Regions from separate parts of the Danio rerio genome. Here region 1 is linked to region 2. Evidence: chromatin contacts called from public Micro-C data. All regions are on one chromosome and are shown on one strand. Each heading gives the region's core, a stretch centred on a gene start, on an enhancer-like site or on the middle of the called end of the contact. The rest is flanking DNA. Distances are from core to core; before and after follow the strand shown.

The links. A called contact is a pair of places that touch in the nucleus more often than the background predicts.
Region 1: a contact with region 2 is called in a Micro-C map of caudal fin, with 7 times the contacts expected there. The contact joins the enhancer-like site here to the promoter of plk3 in region 2. A contact is called at or near these places in 3 of 18 Hi-C or Micro-C datasets (caudal fin, hematopoietic stem cells and an unstated tissue) and 2 of 4 datasets of contacts at active chromatin or transcription factors (embryo and gastrula embryo).

Annotation. Positions count from the first base shown.
Region 1 is chr2:38,760,402-38,767,887 of GRCz12tu, reverse strand. All of the region lies in intron 1 of rasal2 (RAS protein activator like 2), which reads right to left. Among named protein-coding and RNA genes, the nearest start is that of rasal2, 56 kb to the right of the region's middle. Within about 2 kb of position 2,782, at least 35 of the 62 cell types and tissues checked have an H3K27ac peak or open chromatin away from gene starts, as enhancers often do. A contact at or near this core is called in caudal fin, where this site is marked.
Region 2 is chr2:38,577,464-38,585,020 of GRCz12tu, reverse strand. plk3 (polo-like kinase 3 (Drosophila)) reads right to left here and starts at 5,700. Exons shown (of 15, transcript NM_201308.2): 1 at 5,406-5,700; 2 at 4,045-4,152; 3 at 3,847-3,963; 4 at 3,638-3,767; 5 at 3,457-3,544; 6 at 3,274-3,369; 7 at 2,097-2,295; 8 at 1,827-1,953; 9 at 1,374-1,486; 10 at 845-962; 11 at 126-209; 12 at 1-20. The coding sequence starts at 5,606.

The DNA.
Region 1 (7,486 bases), core at 1,533-4,032, 190 kb before region 2:
ATTACATTATTGGTAGATTTAATTACAACCAAAAATTATCTTGACCTCATATTCAATAACTGAAACAAAGCTGACATTAAAATGTATTGATATTGAATTTACACTAAGATTATCTCTAAAAGAATATTTTTCAATTTATTTATTTCAAAATGTCATGCTAAACCATGTGTGATGACGAAAGTGCATTATGAGTTACAATGTTGAGTCTACTTTAGAAGAGCAGTAATTTAAAAGTAGGCTGTTCTACACACAGACACCTGTAGAGGGCAGCGTTAAACTAGTTTACAACATTACTCATGCTTTTCATCAAATCTACCTCTTTTAAAGGGGTAGTTCACCCAAATCTGAAAATCTGTAATCAATAACTCAACATTCACTTGTTCCAAACGGTTTGACTTTCTTTCCTCTTCTGAACAAAGAAATATGGAAACCAGTAACCATTGACTTCTATAGTAACAAAAAAAAAAAAAAAAATATATATATATATATATATATATATATATATATATATATATATATATATATATATATTATGCAAGTCATTAGTTACCGGTTTTCAGCATTCTTCAAAATATTTTCATTTTAATAACTGAAAAAAAAATTCTTTATTCAGTTGAACAAACGAAGATATATTAAAGCCCACTGGAAACCTGTAACAATTGACTTCCAAAGTAGGAAAAAGCAAATACTATGGAATACAACGGTTATCGGTTTTCAGCACACTTTTAAATATTCAGTATTATCTTTATTTAGTTGAACACAAGGAGATATTTTGAAGACCACAGGATACCTGTAACCATTGACTTCCACAGCAGGAAAAAACAAATACTATGGAAGCCATTGGTTACAGTTTTTCAGCGTTCTTCAAAATGTCTTCTGTTGCGTTTGAATGAATAAAGAAACTCATATAAAGCTTTTAAACTATTTGAGGATGAGTAAATGTGTAAATTTTCAGTTTTGGGTGAACTAACCCTTTAAAAGCACTCAATTTTTAATGATGTGATTTTTAAGAGAACAAACAAACAAACAAACAAACAAACAAACAAACATCTGCATTTTATAATTTTTTTTACAATTAGATGCTTTCTCAGTTTCAACTCATTTCTAGAAAAGTACAAGAAAAATGCATTTTGGGAACAGTCACATTTCAGATACTGACAATTGGAAATACTTTGTCAGATTGCATTCCGAGCAAAAAGCCTTACGATTCCCCCTTGTCTATTAATTGATCATTTAGACCTCCATCAGTCAGTTGTGAGTGACGGGTCTGCTGTGCGCTTGACCAGAGTGAGACTCAGAAAAAGCTGCAGGTCAGGGGTCGGGGATCAGAGGTCAGTCCGCCCCTCATGTCACTCCCAATCAGACAACTGTGGCCGCTCTACAGTTTTTTCCCAGGCGTCCTGACTAAATGGAGAGCACACAGACGCAGAGGAAAGTGACGCAATGTGTCTCGAGAGGACGGGTGTGACTGCTGCATCTCCGCTTGCTTTACTAAGATCAGCCTGAAGCAATGTTAAGATGAAAGCAAACAGGGCTGACAGAAAAATAACACTTGTTCTTAAACTACATGAGATCTGAAGGAGGAGTGCAAAGATAGAGATTTAGAAAAACAACAAACTGACCAAAATAGAGAACCTGCAAAATACAATCAAATCTAGAAAAATATAATCAAATATAGTCAAATCTTTTAAAATATGCCATTTTGAAAGCAAGGCTAGGTTTAAAACATTTAAATCTATAATAAAAGGTTAATATAAAAATAATTAATTAAAATAAATAAATAAATAAAAATAGACATTTAAATATATAATAAAAATTTAAATACAATTTAAATTAATTAAAATAAAAATATAAAATAACTTAAATATAAAATTTAAATTAAAACAAAAATTAAATCTATAATTAAAATAAATGTAAAATTTAAATTTAAATAAAAAAAATGTAATGACAAGAGAAAACATTAAAATCTATAATAAAAAAATAAATTATAATAAATAAAAACTAAATGACAAAAAAAAATGTTTGATTAAATTTTTTTAACACATTTAATATCGGTGGCTCTTAATAAAGAGAAATAACTGGTCTGTGAAAGAAATCAAACAATTAAACATTATTTTATCCACTGTTTCAGCAAACTATTAACTTAACTATTAACCTATAACTACTGACTTAAATGAATCTTCACGGACCACTTTTGCAGATAAAAACTGCCCTTACTGTAATAATGAAGAAATAAAATCCTATCTTGAATTTTCTGAGGGAGAGAATAAACAAACAGCAACTTTTCTTATTTGGGTGAACTTTCCCTTTAATTTTTAATGAAAAAAGCACCTTGCATCAAGTATTGCAACACATCCCTGCTTGTTTTCCATGGAAAAAAGCACGTCATACCATTTAGCAATGATATAAGGGCGATTAAACGATGACAGAAATGCAATTTAGGATTGAATTATCCATGTAATAGCCCATGAGACACTCACAGTGTTGCTTCATTATATACAACATTCAAAAAACACATTTCAATAAATAAATAAATAAATCAAATAAATCAAAATCCAAATGTATATTGTGACTTTTCGCCCAGCCATAAGTGTGAACAAAAGAATCTGAGAGAAAGAGCCCGATTGTGCCCAACATTGCTAACGTCACAAACCGTTCTTCTATTTACTGCTCTGCAAACAAGCATACAACTGTGTAAACAGACATGCTTTAATGGGTGTTTGGAGAAGTGCTGGCGGAGCGCCACTCAAGGCGGCTGTGGAGAGATGGAGGTGAAATGTGTAGGAGTGGAAGTGGAGACGGTCCAATCTAAAGCCTGTCTGTTTGTGTGGAGACGACAGCTCGCGCTCAGCAGCACAGTGGCAGCGGATAACATATGGACGGGTGATATGAAGCGGCTTCTCCAGAGATCTCATATGCCATTAAGAGACGTGCGAAGCTGTTGGAAAACAGTTGACAACTCCCTCTGATGAAACACAATATCTTTCATAATTATCGACGCATATTGAGACTCTCCAGGCATGAGGGACTTAAAAATAGACTCGTCTGATAATGCCAACAGTTGCATTACCAAAGTGTAAAGATAGTGCTACTCGCAATTTAATTAATTAACTATTTTTAAGCCCTGTGTCTTTATTATCATTATTTATACTAATGATGAGCCAATCTTCATTTTTTTATGGCCAGTTTTGATTTTGAAAGCAAAGCGACATTTGCTGATTCATATTTCAATTTTTCTAAAAACGTATTTAATTAAAACAAAATTGAAATTAGATAGTGTAATTTCACAATAAAAGATTTGACTGTAGCTTTGTGAAATTATGCTACATTAAATAAATCAACAGATGTACAACGAATAAAGAATATGAACAGCATAATACATTATAAATAGAGGGAGGTTTACTGTATCTTTAGATTTTTACATGGTGAAATTATCATACATCCTGCTCAACGTTTTTGAAATATGAAAAACTAAATTAAATTGAGTTATAATAGGGAAAACACACAAACACAAAAGTTTAAGGTCTATAATCGTTAAACTTAATCTTAAAAACATCACAGAAATGCTTGAGTAGATAATGATGATTCAATATTTGTTAAATGTGTTGATGCAGAATCTCTCATGTTTTTCTCTGGGTGCTTGGTCATTTGTCTGTCAGTTTACACACTTTGTAGCATTTCAAAATAAATAAACAAACAAATAATTGCAGTGCAATTTGTAAGCAAGTCTGGAAAAGAGACAATAGCAAAACAAAACACAAAACAACAAAAACACAACACAAAACAAGAAACAATACAACAAAACCCAACAAAAAAACAACAAAAACACAACAAAACAACAAAACATTACAAAAAATAACAAAAACACACAAAAAACACAAAGCAAAAAACGACAACAAAAAAACAACAAAAGACAACATAAAAAACAAAAACACAACAACAAAAAACAATAACACAACAAAAAACAACATAACAAAAACAAAAAAACAACAAAAAACTTAAACACAACAAAAACAAAAAAAACAACAACAGCAAGACAACAAAAAAGAAACAAAGAACAACAAAACAAAACACACACACACACACACACAAAAAAAACAACAACACAAAATCAAAAAACTATAAAACACAAAGAAACAACAAAAAGAAACCAAAAACAACAAAACAACACAGCAGAGCAAAAAACAAAACTATTTTTTTTTTGTTAATAGACAAGTTTATTACAGTCCGTTACTTTGCTTACACACTTTAGGGTGGGCAAACTCGGTCTTGGAGGGCCGGTGTTCTGCAGAGTTTAGCTCCAACTCTAATCACACACACCTGCTTATAGATTTCTAGTGATCTTGAGAACACTTATTAGCATGTTTAGGTGTGTTTGATTAGTGTTGCAGCTAAACTATGCAGGACACCTGCCCTCCAGGACCGAGTTTGCCCACCCCTGCTTTATAGTATTTAAAAAATAAAAAAATTAAAATATAAAAGTAAAATAATAATAATAATCACTGAAGTGCAATTTGTACGCAAGTGTGGAGACACAAAACAAATAACTAACTTTCAGTAAGTCTCTGCCATTATAGCCTGTTACTTAGTTTACATAAAGAAAAAAGAAAAAAGCCAACAAAACCCCACAGAAAAATAAATTAAATGAAACAATATATAATGAAATCTGTAAATGTATATAAATACAACTAAATGAAATGAAAAAAAAAACTTCATGCAATTTGTATGCAAGTTTGAAAAAAGAGATTTGCCTAAAACAAAACTAAACTGTATTGCTGTTTGCACACAAGTCTGTAAAAGAGATTTGCCAAATAAAAAAAGCGAAATTAAGTGACTAAACAAACAAGCAAAGTTCTACACCACCACGTTCTAAATTAGCTGCATATTATTTAACATTTATGTATTATTATTATAATTGTTATTATTTTAGCCTCATCATTCAGCAACATCTCAGCTTGTCACGCATTTATTTTGGGAGTCGTAATTGCATACTACCCAGATTACGCACCTCGACATTCGAGGGCTTCACCTGCGCCTGTTCATAGCAGCTATGTGCAAATCCCAGCTTCTCTCAGGGGAGAGAAAAAGGCCAGTGAACATGGAGGATCAGAGATTTCTCAAAACCAGCAGATGGAACAGCCTCTCAAAGGCCTTTATCCTTGCCTTTGGAAAGACCTCAATAGTGTGTTCAGAGCTGAGAATTCTCATTTACATCTCACTGAACTGATTGCATATGGAAGACTACACATTGCAGACTCTATTCATTTAATTTGCAGCAATATTGTGCATAACTATGTCAACTGTTTAAAAGCATTAGAAAAACATAGTCAAATGAATACTGTGGTGAAATGCAACACACTGGATTAATGCGCTTTAAGTTCAATGTATTTCCATGGTTTATTGAAAGTATTTTTATATCTATTCAACAGAGGTTGCTAAGGAACAATTCTTTTTATATTTTAGCCACCAATTACTGGAATTAAGAGACATGAAGAAGTAGATTTATTTATATACAGAAGTCTCTAAAGGAAAAGCCAGAGATCTGACTTGAAGCTCAGTGAGGATTTAGATTCCTAAGCCTCCATGTACAGCATAAATTAAAAACGTTTCCCTAAATTCTTACACTGTGTTCATTTTCTATACTTTTTTTCCCAAAGTCTTTAAAATAACTCATGGGCTACATTAGATGATTAAAAATGTTTTTACATAAAACGAAACAAGTATTAACTGAAACCATCTCAAATGTCTTATCTAAATTTCAACCTCTTCAGTATTTTTGATCCACCAGAATTTCCAAGGAGAAAACCCCCCAGATGAGGATGGCTAATTTTGTAAATGTGATTTCTACATTTGTAAAAGTTATGTAAACATTTAGACAATTGATAAACTTCAAATAAATAAACAAATAAAAAAAAACTATTAAATAAACAACATGATAAAAATAAACATGAAAATAATACATAATACTAATATATAAATAAATGAACAAACATAAATAAAAAAAGATAATCATATAAATAAAATAAACATATTAATAAAAATAAACAGAAAAAATACATAAATATATAAATTTGCAAATAAATAAGCAAAAAAATAAATCTATAAATTATCATAAATAAAAACATAAAAAAACTAACAAAAATACATAAATATGAAAATAAATAAACAAACATATAAAGAAACAAACATAATTAAACAAAAATAAAATAATCATATAATAAAATAAGAATGGAAATAATACATAAATATAAATATAGAAACAAACAAACATATAAATAAACAAGCATAAATAAACAAACATAAGCAAATAAAAAATAAGCATATAAATAAAAGCATTTTAATAAAAAATAAACAAATAAAAAAATGAACAAAAACTAAGTAAAACATCAAAAAAAATAAAATAAATAAAATATATATATATATATATATATATATATATATATATATATATATATATATATATATATATATATATATATATATATATATATATATATATTAAATACATACCGCAAACAACCAAAAAAAAATGATTATGAAATTGAAATGATTATGTGGATGAATGTGAACAGGCAAAATTATTTTCTCTAGCTAAAAACAAACAAGACACAAATGTCATCATTGAAACTTGTTCTTAACCAGGTATAAATCAGTAAAAGCAATGACAAAACAAACCAGACTCAAATCCCACCGAGAAGGCAAAACATTAAACACTTGTTCAAGATGCAAATAACTGTGATCTCCCACTAAATTTAGCGCTGGTATATAAAGACCCATCCCAGAGGTGTTCGGGCAAGGGAACATTTAGTTAAGTGTGAATATGTCATGTCAAATCTAGCATGAAATTCACGACTGTCCTGGCAAAGTCTTTCAAAAAGTCCTATTACATAACCTTCGCAGAAACTCATTTTAACACTAATGTTATTTCTGCAGAGTTCAGCAAACTCATCGTCCTCAATCCAACTCATCTTTCACTCCAAATATCCTCTAGATCAAAGTGCGGCGTTAGCAATGACAGAGAACACGCAAAGGATGTTACCCAACATGCTTTGGGACAGAAAAGTGCAGCTCTCTGAAGTGAGAAAACCGATACTTATCAAACCCTGAAGTGACAGACAGGTCGGTTAAAATGAGAGACGAGAATACATGATAAAAAAAAAAAAAAAACACAAACAAAACAGGCAGTATATATTTCCCCAAATATTTATTGCTGTAACCTTTCACTTAAAGATGAGAAAAATATACCACAGAAAACAATCGTGCATTTCTCTGGAAAGGAAATGCAACCAGAACTGAAGGCCAGATCAGGTGACCGCACTGTGGAGAAACACAAATAAAGCTATTCCTCTGAATTGGGATGTGCACACAGATTTTCTAAATGACTAGTCAACTAATCAGCCCTGTAGTTTTAATCAGTCTGGTTTAGGGGTTTACCTGACCTAATGGCCATCTTTTATTTGGGTGTCAGAAGCTAGAAGTGCAGTGT
Region 2 (7,557 bases), core at 4,451-6,950:
GCAGGGAGGGTTTCTTGAAGCTGGCAGAGAGGAAAGGACAATATTTGAGAACATGATCAATGGCTTAAGAGTAAACCTTGAAGACTGCTTAAGCACCTCAGTGAGAGCAAAGAGTGGGAACAAACCTGTTGGCATGGAAGACAAGCAGCTGTTAAGAACCTTCATGGCAGATTCGGCTACAGCAGAAGGGGTAGGGATGTCGTCACAACCTGAGGAAAGAAAGAAAAGCAGGATTTTTAATTAGATGAACTGCATCCACACACAAATATCTGTTGTTACTTTAAATAAAATACAGAAAAACTAAAATCACTTGCAAAAGAAACAAAATAAAAATCCGCAATAAATGCAAACTGAAAATAGAACAAATAGTATATAAAGTGATACAATAAATATTTCTTTAATGTTGTCCTAAAAATAAATCAACAACCATTCTTGTCTTTTTTTTCCTTGCCAAATTAGAAAAGTTTTTTTGATCCACTTCAAATGCTGACTGTAAAAATATAAGACAAAATGACTAAAGGTTTAATAAATACAGCAAATCTTTAAACAATTTTTTTTTTTTTTATTATTTAGAACAAATTTAATTTTAAGCTATAAATAAACTACAAAAGTTAGTGGATGCTAAAATAACACTGGAAAAAAGTCAATTTATTTTTGGACAGCAACTGAAAGTGATTTTATTATTATGAAGGGTTTAAAAATAAATAAATAAAACATGAATTAGGCCAGGATGTATTTGGAGTTCTTAAAAGCGGCCACTGCAAGACTGATGATAATGTAGGCCACACATGCACAAGCCAAACTATTTGCTGCTGTGCATTAAAGAAGTTGCTCTCCCTCTTACCATCAGTGCTGCTGGCCACGGTGCCTTTGAAAGATCGAGACGCAGACTTTCTCGACTCCTCCTCAGCTGGAGTGTCCAGAGGCCCAGAGCTCGCCAGCTGAACCGTTGGAGAAGTGGCCTGAGAGAAGGAAAAAGAGGAAGTTGCATTGTTATAAAAGTCAGAAGTACTTCCTTATGCTCCATTAATCATGCACAGTTTACAGTGGTTTTCCATTGTTGTGTCTCAAGCTAAAAAAATAAAAATCAATTTGTCATGTAATAACTCGGCGTCTGTGAGGGTTTGTCATTTTGGATTTAGTTAGTATGGAGTTATTCTGAGACGTTCAGCAAAATAAGCTGAACGACTGCACTCTATTATTCATCTATGGCTGCTTTCAAAATGGGTCCTCACTGAGCTTACTTTAGCTATCCCACAAAACAGTGTAACACACAGACACCGCTTTCTACGACAGTCATGAGTCAGTATATGATTAGAGCAGCAAAGCTATTAATACACACCAAAGCACAAAGTTAGAAAATGCATTATTACCTCATTCACTCCCATTGTCTTGTAGCTCATTTGCCGACCGATGGAGTGTTTCACCATGCCTGACACCAGTTTAGAAATGTCATCTTTCTCCTCAGAAGTGGTCTTCTCAACAGCTGGAATAATATTTTAATTTTAATAGACAATAACGTTGGATTCCAAACAATACTATTAACTAAAACCAACTTAACATTTGTTTTCCAGTTAAAAGAAACCAAAAGGGAAAACTAACTGAAATTGAAAGAGAACTGAAACAAAGTAAAAGCCTAATGTGTGTGTGTATTGTTCCAAACATCTTAAAGACAAAGAAATATACACTATTAAAAAATACAATTTATGTAAAAACACAAAAATAAAGACAAAATATAAATATTTTAAACTATTTTGTAATTAAAATCTACTACAAAAGGTAATAAATAGAGCTCAAATAAAAGTGTGGTGTCAGTATCCACATACTTTTCGATTTCTTCTTGCCAAATAGACTTTTAGCCATCTTGGTGAAGAACTTCTTAGCAGGACTGGGTGGATTAAGCTCAGGCACCATCACACAGCTGCTGGGAGGGAGTTTTTCTGGGGTGAAACCCTGAGGGAGGAAAAACAAATATCAATTAGAGAATTTAAAAATTTAATTACAACGCATCAAGTAAATGCCTTTATAACCTAGTTAAAAGGAAAGAAGTTTAATTACTCTTTGGACTGTGATAAATGATTACTCCGTATGCTAACCTTTGTGAAGTAGTCGTGGGCCAGTATCTGATCCAGCGTAAGGCGGTCGCAGGGGTTTTTCTGAAGGATAGAGGAGATCAGCTTCTGTGCCGATGGAGTGAGGGATGAAGGAAGGCTGTATTTCACTTCCTTAATACACTTGTAGGTCTCTTTCAAGTCTAAGGTTTCAAAAGGTGGATTCCCACACAGTAGAGTGTACCTAAATAAACATAAAGAGCTTGTCATCATGGCTGTCACATCTGATGCATCATAATTCAAGTATTTATTATGGACTTTCCATGAAATTAATAGCATTCGTTGACACCAGGGATTCCCAAACTTGTTTTTTGTCAACCAATATAGCTTGCAATATATACTTAAAGGGCACTAATAATTTTAAAATATTAACTTATTTTTTGTTTGTTTGTTAACTAACTGTTAATGGTTTCAATAACAGTTAAAGGTATAGTTCACCCCCAAAAAAGTTATTTGCTCACCCCTTTACTAGTGCCAAAACCTGCTTGAGTTTATTTCTACTGTTTATTGTAAAAGATAATTTGAGGAATGTTTATTTATTTATTTATGTTTTAATGCCATGTCAGCAGCATTGGCTATATTCATAGTAAAAACAAATTTAAATAATGTTGGAAACCAGTAACAACTGACTTCCGTATTATTTGTTTTTCCTACAATGGATGTCAATGGTTACCAGTTTCTAACATAGTTTAAAATATCTTCTTTTGTGTTCAATGGAAAAAAGAAACTCACAGGTTTGAAACTAAATGTGAAGTAATAATAATAATAATAATAATAATAATAATAATAATAATTAGTTGAAATAAAATTTAAAAAATAAGTGAAATAAAACTACAAACAAGCTGCCAAGTTTCATTAATTTTAAAATACTAAACAATTTAATACACTTATATATAATAAAAAGTACAAATTAAATTAAACATGCAATATATATACACATCATAAATACATTTATCAAGGCTACAATAGTAACTGAATGTTACTAGACACCCTTTAAAAAGGTAAAAAAAAGTTTTAATTTATTTAGTAATTCTTTTATGCATTAAACATTCCATCTTTACTTTTTTTCTCATTAAATTATTAACTTCATCAATGCATTCGTGAACCACAGTTTACAAAACAATAACCCTAATAACCCTACTGTAGTGTTGATAAGACTTACATTACACAACCCAGCGACCAAACATCTGACTCTGTCCCATGGCCTTGTCTGTTTAAGACCTCTGGCGCAAGGTAGTTTGGCGTCCCACAGATGGTCCTGCAAACACACAAACAGATTTCAATCAACACACCGCTTTAATAAGTTACTATTGAATTTATGAACACTGAAGGCAAGCAAACTCACTTCTTCCTCTGCTCGACTGTCTCCAGCTTTGCTGCCAGGCCAAAATCACCCAATCTCAACTCCATGTTTTCATTCACAAAAAAATTTCCTGCAAAAACAAAAGCAGCATATTTAAACCCAGTACATTTGACGACCATCACACTAGGAAGTAAACAGCAGACAGAGGAATCAAAAACGCTACCTAGTTTGAGGTCTCTGTGGAGGATGCCTTTGTTGTGGAGGTATTTGAGTGAAGAAATGATCTGTCTGAGGTAGTAACGTACTTCTGGATCGGTCAACGTGTGTCTTGCTTTCCAAATGTGTGCCAGAGACTGCAAACATCGAAGAGTAAGATTAGATCATGTAGCTTCAGTCCCCAAATGAAACCTGTTCTTGGTTGAAACAACTCACCTTTCTGCTGCAGAGCTCAAGGAAGATGTAAATATTGTCTTGGTCCTCAAAATGATGAGAGAACTTCACTACATGCTTGTGTTGGAGGCTTTTGTGGAGCTCGATTTCATTAATGATCTACAATGAAAATGATGAATAAGCATTAGAGAGGGGGCTGGAAATATGAGGATTCTACTTTGTGCTAGGTTGTTAATTTACCTTCTCCCTCTGGTGTGGCTTTGAGACTCTGCTTTGAGGAATAACCTTCACCGCATACATCTTGTTGTTTGCAAGATCAGTCATCTCATAGCACCGTGCAAAACCACCCTAAACATCAAAAGGCACAATATATAAATCACTCAGAATGCGTCAACAGGAAACATTGCAGGGGATTTCAATGCAAGATGATGATTAACTTCAACGATCAGCAGCAGGTGACTGTGCAAACTCAATGACAAACTGAAAGAACAGTTTCCTGCCTGCAGAAGCAACATCTTTAGAGATTTTGGGTGTTGTTGAACATTTTGTTCATGTTTTCAGCATGACTAAAGAATGTGGTCTAGGCAGCAAGTTTGGGAGTCTATAGATTTGTCACTCGTTTCATTGATATTGGAATAATTCAGTTACATCCTATATAGTCATTTAAACTTATAAATATATTTCTTCTATTCAATGTGTTGAACTTCAAATTTTGGTATTCATCATTCATTCTAAAATGCATAAAATCCTTAAGATTTTTAGTAGAACATTTTCTATTCATTCTCTTAGGCAGTCCCTTGTGGCTCCCTCTGTGAGACATGTACTCCGATGACTGTAGAATTGTATGTGATAACATACACAAATATAAAATAAGATATTAAAAACGTTAATAAATCAATTCCAGTTAAGCAATTCTATAGCTGACAAATTATCCTTCACATGTGATGCATTAGAACTCTGCACTTTCAACCCATTTAACATGCATCTTTAACCAAATTCTTTATCTCCAGAAACCAAACATGGGAGGCATTTTTGCATCAAAGTTTGATTAATTTCAGAACCTGGACCTAAAACATGTACAAAGGAATGACGTATTCTTTTCCCAGTCGACCAAGCCCTCCTTACAGCATCGCACAATGATGCGGCACTTTAAAGCCCAGGATCGACAAGACTTCCAATAATCGATCGCTTAATTCATATAAGAGCCTTGTTTTGAAAACAACCCAATGAAACTGAGACGATAGTCACTGGCTCCAGTGATCATAAAGCATTACAGCATCATTTCATTGATGCATTGATTCATTCATTCATTCATCCTTTCAAGACATCAAATCAAATTACAAAGCCAGTTCTCAATCCCAAACACAAATCAATTGCGATGTCTTGGCGTTTGAAAGAAATGCTGCATGCATTGCTGCAATGACCATCAGGTAGATTGTATAAAAACCCGGACAGGGCGGACTGCGGTCCAGTGGTTCTGGTGCACCCATGATGAACACCTCACCAAACACGAGACGAACACGAGACACGTTTGAGCAACGCGACAACACATACAGTGATCAAAACTCTCCAATAAATCCCGTTAATAGAAAACACCGTACCTTTCCCAAGAGCTTTCCTTTACAGTACGACCTCCCGGTCTTCGCGTCCACCACCACCTGCGCGAGCTCCGGCTTAACGTGCTCCGATTTACTCCGGCTCGGCTTGGCGGGCGGTGGAGCCGCTGGAGACGCTTTGAACATATCCGGATTCATTATTTTACACGAAAGACGCTGAGCTGTGGTGAAACAAGAAGGATCCATTCATTAAGAAAGATCCTTCTCCTTAGAAAATAAACTCCTCTGTGCGAAGTCCTGAAGTCTGGCGAAGTTCTCTAGTCCTGTGCGAGTCAAACATGCCCGGGTACCGGAGCCCAGCAGTATATAAACTGTCCATGACGTCACGGGCAGAGGTGGGGCGCCAGAAAGGGGAAGTCTAGAATAAATCAACGTCATTGGCTACTGGAGATTCAATCAAAGATCAGAGAGACGCATATGAAAGTGCAGAAGAAAAGTGAATGAAAAGCCGAGAGCACATCATCCTATCACGGCTGACGCGATTATGGACCTCCGGGTGACACAAACAGTGCTTCTGTATTCTTCGGTTTTAACTTTCTGATATGGATGTTACTTTTTTGTTTTGTTTTTCCCACGTGATAATTTGTTTTTCATGACAAAATCTTCACATAATTCAATGTTTCATTAAATAGACAATATATATTAATAATAAAATTTGTATATTTATAACATTTGCTCACGTAGCCTAATGTAACGTTCAGAAATGAAATTAGACATATTTACAAAAATAAACACGAATTACATCTACACATACTGTATTTACATCATGAGGACGAAGCCAAATTACGTCACTACAAACATGCATCTGTACTGAACGGAACTGAGAAACTTGTGGATTCATGCGCCCCCTTGTGTATGATAAACAAACAAGGAGAAACTTATAAAAGCACATCATGTTCTGTTTCTTTTTATTTTAGTCACTGAAACAAAATATATTTTTAACCCTAAAATATAAAAAGCATCTATATAGTGTCATTCATAGTGTGAAAATGTATATAAGAATTGAGGATGAAATATTACTTGGAATACTATAGTTGCAGAAGTGGAAAAAATAATTATTTATTAGATACTAGTACTTATTAAATAACTACTACTAATCTGATATTAGTACCTTTTAATTATATATAGTAGTTTAATTGTAAACTAGAACTAATTATATACAGGTATTCATTTTAGACCATTTTGAGGGATGTAAACAAAAACAATAGTTCCAAATCATTTCCTGTTTTACATTTTTAACTTCTACAGCTTCTGAGAATCCAAAAAGAGCCACATATTGATAAGTAATGTTATGATTGGAGTTTTAACATTAAGTTATGATTGAATTGCTTCTTGTTGCTGTTATGAAATAGTTTGATAATAAGCAGGAAATGTTCATGGGCCAATGACATGACCACATTGAAATGTTCTTAGCAGTTACAAGAATATAATACAACTTATTCACACTAGTACTGATTTATGTTTTCAAAATGACAGTGTTTATATTACTGACAAAAGCACATCTTCCAATTTGTTGATTTACACCTGCCTTTATTATCCTGCACCTTTTATTCTCCTGCCTTCTCAGAATCTTATTCAATCTCTTTCGATTTCCTGTACAATTTCTCTTATATTGTTAGCTTATTCTCAACCATTCATTTTCTTTTCGGCTTAGTCCTTTTTTTAATCTGGGGTCACCACAGCAGAATGAACCCCCAACTTACCCAGAATATGTGTTACACAGCGCAACCCAACACTGGAAAACACTGTGATGCCCTATACTCAACCAGATATTACAAAATAGAGGAGAAACAGGCATTTAAAAGGTACTGAGTAAGAAATGAGAAATTGTATTTGGGTCTAAACAGGTTTAATTAACCTTAGTGACTACTTTAACAAGCACTATCAGGTTTCCAAAGATAGTAGTATCTAAACACTCATTCATTCATTTTCTTTTCGGCTTAGTCCTTTTATTAATTTAGGGTCACACAGTTGGGATGAACCGGCAAGTTATCCAGCAAGTTTTATGCAGCGGATGCCTTTCCAGCTGTAACCCATTAATGGGAAATAGTATCTAAACCAGTGGTTCTCAAACTTTATTCATCAAGTACCACCTCAGAAAAAAATTGTCTCTTCAAGTACCACCAGTAAAATGAGC